Regions from separate parts of the Sus scrofa genome. Here region 2 is linked to region 1. The links are chromatin contacts, called in public Hi-C maps. All regions are on one chromosome and are shown on one strand. Each heading gives the region's core, a stretch centred on a gene start, on an enhancer-like site or on the middle of the called end of the contact. The rest is flanking DNA. Distances are from core to core; before and after follow the strand shown. Region 1 holds the start of MCL1 (MCL1, BCL2 family apoptosis regulator). Region 2 holds the start of TXNIP (thioredoxin interacting protein).

The links. A called contact is a pair of places that touch in the nucleus more often than the background predicts.
Region 2: a contact with region 1 is called in a Hi-C map of mesenteric adipose tissue, with 2.5 times the contacts expected there. The contact joins the promoter of TXNIP here to the promoter of MCL1 in region 1. A contact is called at or near these places in 3 of 47 Hi-C or Micro-C datasets (mesenteric adipose tissue, skeletal muscle and subcutaneous adipose tissue) and 1 of 2 datasets of contacts at active chromatin or transcription factors (skeletal muscle).

Annotation. Positions count from the first base shown.
Region 1 is chr4:98,558,477-98,565,236 of Sscrofa11.1, forward strand. It overlaps MCL1 (MCL1, BCL2 family apoptosis regulator), which reads left to right and starts at 3,616. Exons shown (of 3, transcript NM_001348806.1): 1 at 3,616-4,448; 2 at 4,802-5,049; 3 at 5,676-6,760. The coding sequence starts at 3,758. The coding sequence ends at 5,792.
Region 2 is chr4:99,345,980-99,352,739 of Sscrofa11.1, forward strand. TXNIP (thioredoxin interacting protein) reads left to right here and starts at 2,610. Exons shown (of 8, transcript NM_001044614.2): 1 at 2,610-3,121; 2 at 3,635-3,707; 3 at 3,830-3,977; 4 at 4,185-4,287; 5 at 4,419-4,675; 6 at 4,777-4,933; 7 at 5,046-5,197; 8 at 5,330-5,781. The coding sequence starts at 2,872. The coding sequence ends at 5,365. LOC106510173 (a long non-coding RNA gene) reads right to left here and starts at 2,378. Exons shown (of 4, transcript XR_002343449.1): 1 at 2,240-2,378; 2 at 1,282-1,399.

The DNA of each region.
Region 1 (6,760 bases), core at 2,366-4,865:
CGAACTAAAATTCCCTGAGGACAGGACCCCAGACATCCTGGAAACATGCTAACTCCTTGCCTCTAAGCTGTAGACACTCTTTCCGCTCATTGTGAAAGCAGAGGTTTTCTAGCACTCAGTCCATAGTAGTCTGGAAGGTGGTTTACCTGTTAACCGTGTATAATATGGATGTATGTTTTATGATAATGTCACACTCCACACTTTCATCTCTTAGTCATCAAGCCCTCTAGACTCTGCCTCCACAGTGTCATTTTATCTTTTCCATTTCCACTACCACCACCTGAATTCAGGTCACCATTAACTTTTTTTTTTTTTTTTGGTCTTTTTGCCTTTTCTAGAGCCGCTCCCTCGGCATATGGAGGTTCCCAGGCTAGGAGTCTAATCGGAGCTGTAGCCGCCAGCCTACACCAGAGCCACAGCAACACAGGATCTGAGCCGAATCTGTGACCTACACCACAGCTCATGGCAACGCCAAATCCTTAACCCACTGAGCAAGGGCAGGGATTGAACCCGCAACCTCATGGTTCCTAGTTGGATTCATTTAACCACTGAGCCATGATGGGAACTCCATAGGACACCATTAATTCTTGCCTATCATATTGCAGTAGCATCCTAACTTATTTACTTCCAATCCTTTCTTTCTTGATCCATTCTAAAACCCACAATTAGAGCAATGAACCCAAAGTAGAGCATATATCATGGTACTCTAGTTCTCAGTGGTTTCCCAACTGCCTAGAAAAGTTCTAAGCTCTTCAACTGGCTTTCAAAACCATAACCCCAACCCACTTTTCTAGCCTTTATGTATTCCATATTAGTAAACATTTAGATTTATCCATTCAGCAATTGAGTGTCTAAGGTGTGGCTAAGGTTACAAAGGGAAACAAGATAAGTTGCCTCATCAAGTGGATAGTCCTTGGAAAAGATGACTAAAACTGAAGAGAGTAGCCAGTGCAGAAGAGGGAAAACCAGGAGAGGTGGTGGCCTAAAAGGCACCTGAAGAATGTGTTTCAAGAAGGGAATGGTTAGGAGTTCTCCTGTGGCTCAATGGGTTAAGGACCCAGCATTGTCAGTGCAGCAGCTCGGGTCACTGCTGTGGCGTAGGATCAATCCCTGGCCCAGGAACTTCCACAAGCTGTGGGCTCGGAAAAACAAACAAACAAAAGGAAATGATTGAACACCTGTTAAGTTCTGCTGAGAGGTCAAGTAAAATGAGGAATGCAAATTAACCACTGGAGTTTAGCCAAGTGGAGGTCATGATAACACTGACAAGAATGGGTTCAGTGAAGTGGTGAGAAGTGGATTCAAGAGAGAAAAGGAAGGAGGTTGAAGATTTTTGTTACAAAAAGGGGATCAAAGAATTTAGGTTCTAAGGAAGGCTTTCTAAAGATGTGAGAAAGAACATCAAGTTTGTGTGCTGATGGAATGATTCAATAGGGAAAGAGAGGAGCTCCCTGGTGGTCTAGTGGTTAAGGATTCATCATTGTCATAGATCGTGGAGTGGATTCAAGCCCTGGCCAGGGAATTTCCACTGCCTCGAATTTGTGTGCTGATGTAATGATTCAATAGGGAGAGAGAGGAGCTCCCTGGTGGTCTAGTGTTAAGGATTCATCATTGTCATGGATTGTGGAGAGGATTCAATCCCTGACCAGGGAATTTCCACTGCCTCAGGCATGGCCAATAAATAAATGTGAGTAGATTGAGAGAAATTGATGGTGCAAGGGATAACTGCAAGGACTTGAAGAGACAAGGAGATGCGATCCAGTGCACAAGTGAAGAGATTGATCTGGGATGGTAGGGAAGGTTTATTCATTTTAACTGTAGTAATGGCAGACAGAATGGAAACGGGAGAAAATTCACAGATTTGCTGATGAGAAATGAAGTTTTTTTGGAGTTCCTGTTACGGTGCAGCAGAAATGAATCAGCCTAGTATCCATGAGGTTCAATCCCTGGCCTCGCTCAGTGGGTTGGGGATCCGGTGTTTCCGAGAGCTATGACGTAGGTGGAAGACGCGGCTTGGATCGGTATTGCTGTTGCTGTGGTGTAGGCAGGCAGCTGTAGCTCCAATTCGACCCTAGCCTGGGAACCTCCATATGCCACAGGTGCAGCCCTAAAAAAGCAAAAAAAAAAAAAAAAAAAAAGAAAGAAAGAAATGAAGTTTTTCTCCTCTGATTGTTTCCATTTTCTCAGTAAGTTAAAAGCTTAAAGTGAGGCTGGGAGAAGGGAATATGGGACGTTTAAGGATATAAAAGAAGGTGTTCAATAGTCATCTTGGATCACAGGAGAGTGAATCGATTAAGGAACTGCAATAGGATTACTGAACACTTGAGATTTCTGGCTATAAGCTTAAAGTGAAACCAGCAATGCACTTCCTTCTACAGCCTCTGAAGAAGAAACCGCTTTTGCACGCAAATTTGCTCAATCTCTTTCCCCTAAATAAAATCGCGTTCTAGAAAGCAGAGCAGAAAAAGCTACCTCTTCCATAAAGTCTTCCCCTAGCTCTCCTAGCCGAAAGTGAATTTTCCAGCCTCTTAATTCCAATATTAAGTTGTTGATGCCTCCTATATTCCATCTCACATTATGGTTTGTTGCTGTGCAAGATTTTACATTCCTTAAATAGATAAACCATTTCTTATTCACTACAACCGCAGGATGTTTCTCTCCAAACTTTCTGCCCCTTATTATAAAGCTCCATGCTTCTAGGTCTTGCCCAAATACATAATCCTGTGGTACAGGTGCCCTATTTCCTTATTAAAGTGATGTTTTCAGGAATAGGAACCATGCTCACCTTTCCTGCTTCTGTCCCTCAAATACTTTGCTCTTGAATTTTAGCTATTACTAATTTTACAGATCTTTTAGGAAAAACAGGTTGCTTCAATTAATGTTAACTCACATATATGGTATATAACAAGATCCATGTCCTTAAGGGGTTTACCCCTAGATTCAAATGTCTCTTATCAACGTAAGTGGTATCAAGAGTCTCAGAAGATGTAGTGAACGAGTAAGACATATATAAAAAGCATGAGAGAGATGGCGATGGGAGAAAGCAAATAGGGAGACAGGCATAAAATTTAGCTGGAGCAGAACAATTTCGCTTTGCGAATTTACGTAAAAATGATTCTATAGGTCAGTCCATGGAGCGTCCCCGTTTCCACACAATGTTGGAATGAGAGTACAGAGCTGAGGTTGCGCAAAATAACTACATTTTCCCAACAGTGTCCTCATATTCATCCATCCTAAGGCTGTGGTCCCGCATCCGTGGCAGAATTTACTCATCCCTCTTCCTCAATCTCCGAGTGACTCGAGGGTTAGGACTGTGGTGTGGGGGAAAAAAAAAACAACCCTCCGGTACAAAAGCAACAGAAGGGGCTTGCAAATCAGCACTCAGGGAAGCGACGAGGTAGCAATCCCCAGCCGGCCCAGACCGGCACGGGTGAAGAGCGCAAGCCCACCTTGCAGAGGGCTGGAGCCAAGGTTACGTAACGGGCCGCGAGAGGTTCGGAGAGCCGGAAGCCCCGCCCCCCGAACCGCCGGTTAGGTGCCGTGCGGTGCTGCATTCTCCGGAAGCTTCCGCCCCTTGCCCTTTTACGGGGGTTCAATTTTTTTTTTTTTTTTTTTAGAGAGTTGCTGACGCCACTGCGGACTGGTTCTAAAACTGCGATCTAGGAGTGCCTCTCTCAGACCTTACTTCCGCTTCCTTCCCGTAAGGAGTCGGGCCTCCCCCATTTTTCTGCCAAGGTGGTGGCGGCGGCGGCTTGCGATGTTTGGCCTCCAGAGAAACGCAGTAATCGGACTCAACCTCTACTGTGGGGGGGCCGGATTGGGGCCTGGAAGCGGCAGCAGCGCCTCCGCTCCGGGAGGCCGTCTCTTGGCTACGGGAAAAGAGGCCACGGCCCGGCAAGAGGTAGGGGGAGGGGAAGCCGGCATGGTGATTGGCGGAAGCGCCGGCGCGAGCCCCCCGTCCACTCCTGCGCCAGACGCCCGGAGGGTCGCGCGGCCCTCGCCCATTGGCGCCGAGGGCCCCGACGTCACCGCGACCCCCGCCAGACTGCTGTTCTTCGCGCCCACCCGCCTCGCGTCGCCGCCTGAAGAGATGGAATCCCCGGCCTCCGACGCCATCATGTCTCCCGAAGAGGAGCTGGACGGGTACGAGCCGGAGCCCCTCGGGAAGCGGCCGGCCGTCCTGCCCTTGCTGGGGTTAGTCGAGGAGGCCAGTAGTGGCCCCGGCACGGACGGCTCGCTCCCCTCGACGCCGCCCCCGGCAGAGGAGGAGGAGGACGAGTTATACCGGCAGTCCCTGGAGATTATCTCTCGGTACCTTCGGGAGCAGGCAACCGGCGCCAAGGACGCGAAGCCAATGGGCGGGTCTGGGGCCGCCAGCCGGAAGGCGTTAGAGACCCTGCGACGGGTCGGGGACGGGGTGCAGCGCAACCACGAGACGGCCTTCCAAGGTAAGGGGGTTAGTCGTGAAGGCTGCCCTGCTTTTTCTTTCTCTTTAGCTCTCTGGACTCACGCACCTTCGGTGGGTGGAAACCGAAACGAGTCCATGTTGAAACGACTCTTATCCCATTTCTGAAACCAGAATATTCTGGCCGTGAGTCATTGTTTCCGCCCACTTGATTCTTTTGGAAATGGCAGCTCTGTTCAAAGCCCGGAAAGGGTGGGATGTCAATTTTCAAGTGGGAACGGCCTAAATTCTATAGAGCTCAAATAGCGATTTCCCCCGTCGTGGGTGGGCAGGCGAATCGTGCCCTGGTTTAGACAAAGGAGGCGGTGAGAACCTGCATGCTTTTTTTCCTCTCAGGCATGCTTCGGAAACTGGACATCAAAAACGAAGACGATGTCAAATCTTTGTCTCGAGTGATGGTCCACGTTTTCAGTGACGGAGTAACAAACTGGGGCAGGATTGTGACTCTTATTTCTTTTGGTGCCTTTGTGGCCAAACACTTGAAGAGTATAAATCAAGAAAGCTGCATCGAACCGTTAGCAGAAAGCATCACAGATGTTCTCGTAAGGACAAAACGAGACTGGCTAGTCAAACAAAGAGGCTGGGTAAGTTTCATTTAAGGTTGAAAAGGGGACTTGAAGAAGTGGGGATGGAGTGGAGGGTTTTATAGAGAAAGGGGATATCTAGAGGTTTTTACAGATGCACAACTCAGTTTTCGGGCTCTAACTTAATGTACCTCTGAATACGTTGCATCAAAAATTCTAGTTTTATGAAAAGTTTAGGCTATTTTACTGATTGAGTCTTTCGTTTTGGGTTATTTTACTATAATTCAGCTGGATACTCCTCACACCAGTGGATTCAAATTATGAAGAAACAAAAAATCACCTGGAGATAATAGAAAAAATTATTGAAATTGCTCCTCCCTTTTAATTGCATAATCTGTCTCCTTTGCAGTCTGGGGGTAATAATTGGTTCCTGGTTGTGTTTTGGGAGGAACCTTAGCTATTTTAATTCATCTCTTTTTTTGTGTGGCCACACCCAAGACTTGCAGAAGTTTCCAGGCCAGAAATCGAACCCGCACCACAGCAGCAGCCCTAGCCACTGCAGTGACAATGCCGGATCCTTAACCCACTGAGCCACACGGGAACTCGTAATCTTTTCTTTATAAACAGTGTTTTTAAGCCAGTGGAAGCCTGTACTTGAAAATGTGCTTTTCTTTTTTGTTTTCTAGGATGGGTTTGTGGAGTTCTTCCATGTAGAGGACCTAGAAGGCGGCATCAGAAATGTGCTGCTGGCTTTTGCAGGTGTTGCTGGAGTAGGAGCTGGTTTGGCATATCTAATAAGATAGCCTTTTAAGTGCAATAATTGACTCTTAACCAACTCCAGCCACAAAATCCTACGTCTGTGAAATCAAATGTATTTATGAAGTTGGACTTCAGACTGTCTAGGCCATAATCTCCAAGAGGTCTACTCTAGCAACAGAGAAAAGCAAGTGGCAAGAGGATTATGACTGAAATAAATACCTGGGAAAAGTAGTTTCCTTTGAAGAGTCACTGTCTGAAAGAAGCAGAATTCAGTTTCAGCAAAGTCAAACTTTGGGAGGCCTTGAAGAGTACTTTTTAGACTTAGGGTCGATAGTAGGGTAAAGAGACTTTAATTACCTTGTCTAGAACAGGAAAGAGGCCAGTAGCCAGGCTAGTCCTAGAGTTCATTAAATATGCCCACGGACTTCATTAACTTTCTTTAGTGTCAGAAGAGAAGCACTAACAACACCACTGGTGTGTGTAAAGTGGATTTAAGCTACAGGTAATAGAACTATGATCTGAAGCCCCAATACTGTACAACAGCATGTGAAGGGAAGCTTTTTCCTCTCTATAACTAGCTTTTCCCAAGTGTTCTTCTTGAATAGAAAGTCCAAGTGCTCAGGACATTTATACCTGTTCTGCTTTGGCTTGTGGTTTGAGGGATTCTTTATTAGCCTCGTTTTAAGACAAAAACTTGTAAATGTATTTGTCTGTAAAAATTGTATATATTTTTACAGAAAACCTTTCTTTCTCCCTTTGGAGAAAAGTCTCAAATTTACATTAGTTTTTTCATACCCTTTTGAAATCTTTAACCTCTGTAGTTAGGAACCTGTTTCTTACAGCTTTTCTATTCTGAACTTTGTTCCTGGTCGGTTCTAGATTGTATACAGAACCAACTGTTGTAATTGTATGCACCCTGTTATAGTGGAACAATTCTGACTCATAACTATGCAGGCTTTAATTTTCCTGATTTTGATAAGTATTTCTTAAGGTTTTTTGTTGTTTTTTTAAA
Region 2 (6,760 bases), core at 1,360-3,859, 790 kb after region 1:
AGGCCCTGTAGGCAGCTGCTGCTGCCAAAGAGAAATAGTTTTTTGGCATTTAAGGGAACCCAGGCATAGCACAGAGCAAACAAGTGGTCTGTACAGAGTTCCGCAAAAAGGGAACGAAAGAAACTGGAGCCCAAAAGAGGAACTTAGAGCAAGAGAGAATGATATTAATATATATTTTTAAATTTAAAGTCAGTACTTCATAGGTGTGCCAAAATAAATATCAGCATTCCCTTTTGTCTAAGATGTCCCAAGTCAACAGCACCATGGTCTACTACACTCACCTCCCCTCCCACTCCCTCAAAATTTGTGTAGTTACACATCCCACACTATTTAACAATATTGGTTCATGTATTTCTTTGTAAAGGTTTTGATATTTTGTATTTGTGTAGGCTTTCATGCAACAAACTAAATATTCTCACAGAAGCCACAATTCATATTTTTAAAATTACTTTACTGAGAGCCCCACATTTCCTACTGTAGATAAATCAGTCAATATTGCTGACCATTGAAAACAACTCAGGCCTTATTTGTTAACTTTCTTGAACAGGGTGCCTCGTCAAATCCACATACCCTAAAGGATCAACATGTTTCCTTTCCTTCCTGGGGTGTGTGTGTGTGTGTGTGTGTGTGTGTGTATGTGTGTGTGTGTTTCCAGCATTCGTAATACCTGAGTTCTGAGCTAATAATAGTGGGGTTGAGTTGTAACTTGTTAGCCTTAGGGTGTCAACCCAGTTAGAGAGTGTGAGGAAAGATGAAGGATCCTTAAGAGCAATGAATAGTCTTCTTTTTGCTGAGAGGGTAGGATTTCTGCATATCCTAATGCTTCTTATTTACTTATCCAACTCAATCTTGAGGACATTGTCTTCCTCTTTCTAGCACAAGAAATGAAACAATAATCTCCTGATGCCCCAACATAACCATGAGAGGGGCTCAGGTATCAAAGAAAAGGGAGAAGAATCCCTGTGTCTCTACACACAAGTTTTTCTTATTGCATTTTTTTTTTTTTTTTTGGCTTTTTTTTAAGGGCCGCACCCACAGCATGTGGAGGTTCCCAGGCTAGGGGTCAAATCGGAGCTGTAGCCTCTGGCCTACACCACAGCCACAGCAACGCCAGATCCTTAGCCCACTGAGTGAGGCCAGGGATTGAACCCACGTCCTCATGGATGCGAGTCCGGTTGTTAACCACTGAGCCACGATGGAAACTCCTCTTATTGCATTTTTGAGAAATTGCTTGGGAGTCAGCTCCTAAGGCATCTCATGGCCAGCTAGGGAAAAACCCACCTGTCAGCAAGCCAAATGACAACACAGGATGAGGAGTCAGGTTCTCTTCCAGCTTTAGCATATAGCGTGCCAGTGAACCTTCGGTCTTCTCTTTGCTTTCTTAGCAATTTCTGAACAACTTAGAAAAAAAAAAAAACTTTTCAAAGATAGGAAATGCTTCCTTCAAACAGGACACTTTGGTTACAGACCAGAGAACTTTACTGCTTTTAATTAACTTGAAGGCTGTGAGGAGGGTGGGCAGCAGATTTAGGGATGTACCTTTGATTTAGTAAATTGGAGAGGGAACGAAGGCAAGAAAGAGTTAAAGTTATTCAGAAAAAAAGCGCAGAATGAAGCATCCTTTTTTTTCCCCCTTTCCTGGAGAAGTAGGGAGGGAGAGGTAACCTGAGCCTAGAGAACACAATTTACTAAAGAAGTGATGAGGTAACTGGGAGAACAGAAACAAAGTGTCCCTCAACTTTGCAGGTTAGGGACTGAAGAGATGAGGGCATTAGCAACAGGATGTGGCCGCGCCCTTACTGTTTCCGGTCCAGAGAACAGAGAGAACTGAGTTGGGGGCGCAGGGGCTGAGGAACAGCCCAGCACCAAGCCCTGAGCCCTGGGGGCTGGAAAGGGAGGAAAAAGGCTGGTAGGTCCCACACGCGCGCTTCCCTGTGTGCGCGGAGAAGAGGGTAAAAATTTGTGACAAATTCTCATTTCCTTCTCACATCAGCTTATTTTTTTTGGGGGGGGGGTGTTTTTAATAGAGATGCGGGGCAAGAAGACAAAGGGGCTCGTCCTGAATAATAACAGCAGCACTCCTTGCCCTCCGCCCCAATCCTAAAGTATTCTTGGCGCTCGGGGATTGTTTTTCACACGACTTGCGATTTGTGAGCCGGGAATAAACGGTCGCCTCTAAATTAACTGCACTGGCAATGGCTAGGCACGAAATTCCCTCATAAGCACATTTTCCTTTTACCTCGAAATGTCGCTCCAGCCCAGAAGCATCCTCATTCGCCCTCCCAAGGCCACTGGCCTCGGATAAATTTTAGGGTCTGCGAATGCTTCGTTCCTTTGGGCTCCCGGGAAGCCGCCCACGGCCCCTGCGCCCCCTCCTCCCAGGGCCGCAGCAGTGCACAACAACCATTTTCCCCGCCAGGAGCACACTGTGTCCACGCGCCGCTGCGACTTCGCTGATTGGTCGGGCTCCTGGTAAACATGGAGCGGGCAGCCAATGGGCGGGCTGTGCACGAGGGCTGCACGAGCCTCCGGGCCAGCGCTCGCGTGGCTCTGCCTGCCCGGCTACTATATAGAGCAGTTTATAGCTCTCAGCACAAGCTATCCTTTCCACTCCTCTGGCAGATCGCTGTTAGCTTTCCCGCCGAGATCCGGAGCTCTCCTCCAGCTGTTGGAGGAAAGACAGGAAAGAGCTTATTTTTCTTTTGAAATACCTTGGCACAACCAGCAAGGGAACATCTTGTCGAACATTTAATAGAGAGTTGAAAAGTGAAATAATTTTAATTCATTGCAAAGGGCCCTTTGATTCGGGGTTTTGTTTTTCACTCCTGCCCCCTGCCCCGTTTCTAACTCTCAAGTCAACCGAGCCCAAACATGGTGATGTTCAAGAAGATCAAGTCTTTTGAGGTGGTCTTTAACGACCCCGAAAAGGTGTACGGCTGTGGGGAGAAGGTGGCTGGCCGGGTGATAGTGGAGGTGTGTGAAGTCACTCGAATCAAAGCTGTCAGGATCCTGGCTTGTGGAGTGGCCAAAGTCCTGTGGATGCAGGGATCCCAGCAGTGCAAACAGACCTTGGACTACCTGCGCTATGAAGACACTCTTCTCCTGGACGACCACCCAACAGGTAAGTGACCCAGCTGTTGACTGGAGGGCGAAAGCTGATTTGAGAAGAGAGTTGATACGAATAAATAGAGCCTACACTAAATATTCTAAGTTGCTCAGGTGGTGTGGTTTGAATTTTGTGTCAATTCCTTATCTTTTTGTTTCTTTTTAATTTACAATCCCTGCCCACCCAAAAGGGTGATTTGTACAATTTCTTGTGGTGCTGTGTTCTGGAGATGTTGAAGGATGTTGCCTTACCTATTGAAACATTTCTGTGCATAAGTTGCTTATTCTTTGCTTGCTTCTTGTTTGAGATGATTGTAGCTTAACTGTCCTGGTTGAGCCTGTCAACACTACAGGGCTTTGCAACTTTTTGCCCAACAAAATACATCAGAATCTGTCATTTAGGAACAAAAGGGATGAGAATACGAGTTCTGCAATACTCTTGCGTGATGCCTAAGAATTCCTTATCGGCACAGATGCATTTTAAGTGTAACAGGAAACCTAATGGTTACTTGCTTATCTCTCTTTTCAGGGGAGAATGAGATGGTGATCATGAGACCTGGAAACAAATATGAATACAAGTTTGGCTTTGAGCTTCCTCAGGGGTAGGTATCAGCTAAATGCATCTGTGGACTTATCTGTCTCTAAAAATCTTCCCCTCCTTTGATCACTCACTGTTCTTGGAGAGCATTTTTTTAAGTTAGTTGTTTCCTTTTTCTTTATAAAGGCCTCTGGGAACATCTTTCAAAGGAAAATATGGGTGTGTAGACTACTGGGTGAAGGCTTTTCTTGATCGCCCAAGCCAGCCAACTCAAGAGACAAAAAAACACTTCGAAGTGATGGATCTAGTGGATGTCAATACCCCTGATTTAATGGTAAAGTCATTCTAAGATTCTGTTCTTTTTGGGCTCAGGGGTGCTAAGTCAAATGTCTAGGGCATTAAAAGTGAAGCCCCTCGGGGAATCAAGTCCTAAATCATCAAGGTGGGAGGGAAGGCTACCTACTATAAATAAGTACTGGAAAGGAACGGAAAGCAGGGAAAGGATCTCTAGAAATTCTCAAAACACCTCCATTCTACATAGGCACCTGTGTCTGCTAAAAAGGAGAAGAAAGTTTCCTGCATGTTCATTCCTGATGGCCGGGTGTCTGTCTCTGCTCGAATCGACAGAAAAGGGTTCTGTGAAGGTAAAAATCTGTGCTTAAAATGGGAGACTGCTAAAACAGAAACTATGGGTTTGGGATGAGGGCTGTAGAAAGGGACAAAAGAAAAGTCGTTGATTGTACTGAGCATCAGTTTTCATCTTTCCCATTGCTAGGTGATGAGATTAACATCCATGCTGATTTTGAGAATACATGTTCCCGCATTGTGGTGCCCAAAGCTGCCATTGTAGCCCGCCACACTTACCTTGCCAATGGCCAAACCAAAGTACTGACGCAGAAGTTGTCATCGGTCAGAGGCAATCACATTATCTCAGGAACCTGTGCATCATGGCGTGGCAAGAGCCTTCGGGTGCAGAAGATCAGGCCTTCTATCTTGGGCTGCAACATCCTTCGAGTTGAATACTTCTTACTGGTGAGTTTGTAGGGTTGGAGAGAGAAATTGTTCATCTGTCAAAACAATAGTGATGTTTTCTCCAGATCTCTAGCCTAACAAACTCCCGTGTTCCTTTCTAGATCTACGTTAGTGTCCCTGGCTCCAAGAAGGTCATTCTTGACCTGCCCCTGGTAATTGGCAGCAGGTCAGGCCTCAGCAGCCGGACGTCCAGCATGGCCAGCCGAACCAGCTCCGAGATGAGTTGGGTAGATCTAAACATCCCTGATACCCCCGAAGGTGAGCCAGACCTAATGTCTTTTCTTCCCTTCTGGTCTGCTTGGGTTTGTAAAATTGTGATGGTCAGGCATTTCTTGGCCAGGCTTCTTATCCCCATACTTTGTCTCTGTAGCTCCTCCATGCTATATGGATATCATTCCTGAAGATCACCGATTGGAGAGCCCCACCACTCCTCTGCTAGATGACACAGATGGCTCTCAAGACAGCCCTATCTTTATGTATGCTCCTGAGTTTAAGTTCATGCCACCACCTACTTACAGTGAGGTAAGAATTGTCATTTTGCCACTACATTTGTCCTAAGCCTTCAGTGGAAAGTTGACTTGGAGGGATTACTAAACTGGGTTGTTCTCTTAGTTCTTACCCAAACTAAAATATCCTTTTCTTTCTTCCTCCCAGGTGGATCCCTGCATCCTCAACAACAACGTGCAGTGAACATGTGGAAGGAAAGAAGCAGCTATACCTACTTCTTTCTTTTCACCTCTCTTCCTGGACTGACTTTTTAGGAGACTCAACAGTCTCTGCAGTGGGGTACAGATCCACCCCAGCCTCTGACTCTCCGGTGTAGGAGGTGATCATCAGGCAATCTCTTGGGCCTTAAAGGGTGCGCAGTCGTCCTCAGCCAGTGAGATGTTGTGACAAGGGTTTTTTTGCTGGATGGGTTTAAAAACACAGACAAATTTAGGCCCATTCCATTTTCTCAGATCTTTTTTGAGAATTGAGGCATTTTAAATAAGGGGTAGAAATGGCCTCCTGGTGTGGTCTTCCCAAGGTTTTATGGAGGGGATTTCAGACTGTTATAACAATAGATCTTGAACCTCTGCCATGTGGAGAAAAGCCAATTTAGCAAACTAGAAGAATGAAAAGGAAAAAAATCATGGCCAAAACTTTGGGAAAAAGATGTTCTTAAAATCATTGTTCCCCTTTGTTTGTACACTTATAGATAAAAGAAAACAAAAAAGAAAAATCCTCCAGAGCTTATTTGGTTTAGAGTGAGCTTCCCATGTGAATTAAAGGGAAGAAGCTCTAAAGTTGTCTTTGTTTAGAAAGTGCTTTAATGTGGCGTAAAGCAGTAGTAACTATGCCCCACCAAAGGTCTTAAAAAGCCATTTTTAGAGCCTATTGCACTGTGTTCTTCTGTTGGCAAACATTTTCATGTGGGAAAATGTGTTTTTCTTCTCACATGACTCCTTGGAATTGATTCTGAGGTGATGGTCTTAGCACTTTAGTTTGTGTCAAATTTTTTTCCCCTCTATCTCAGATGTAAGCCAAAATCGGTCTACTGTGTCTCTGGGGTAAGCACAATGACAAAAAAAAAAAAAAAAAAAAAAAGTGTTTCTCACTACTTTTGAGACTTTGTCCCAGTGTACAGAATTCTGCAATTCTGACACTCTAATTATATGAGAAGGGTTGCTGCTATCAGCCTTGCCTACTGTGACATCTCCAAAGCCAAGGAAGAACTCGATCAAAATGCCCCAACACTGTGATTAGAGCATCCAGATGGTGCCATGAGAAACTAGAGGGCAGGTTTTCACAAAAGCCCCTAGGGCTCCCTTCCCCCAGTGTTAGGAGACGGGGATGTTGATAGCCCCTCTCTCACTGCAGCCACCAGCACTTGGTCAGTCATTCTCAGCCTTAGCACTTTGTTCGCTGTCCTGTGTCAGAGCCCTGAGCTCTACCCTCTCCTGAGAAAGTATGTGGGCTAAAAGTGGTGTCATTTTTTTTGTTGTTGTTTTTTAATTGTATATCTTTTTGTATGACAAAAACTATATTTTGTACTTAACCAGATATATTTTTCACCCCAGGTGGGGGTATTCTTTGTAAAAAAGA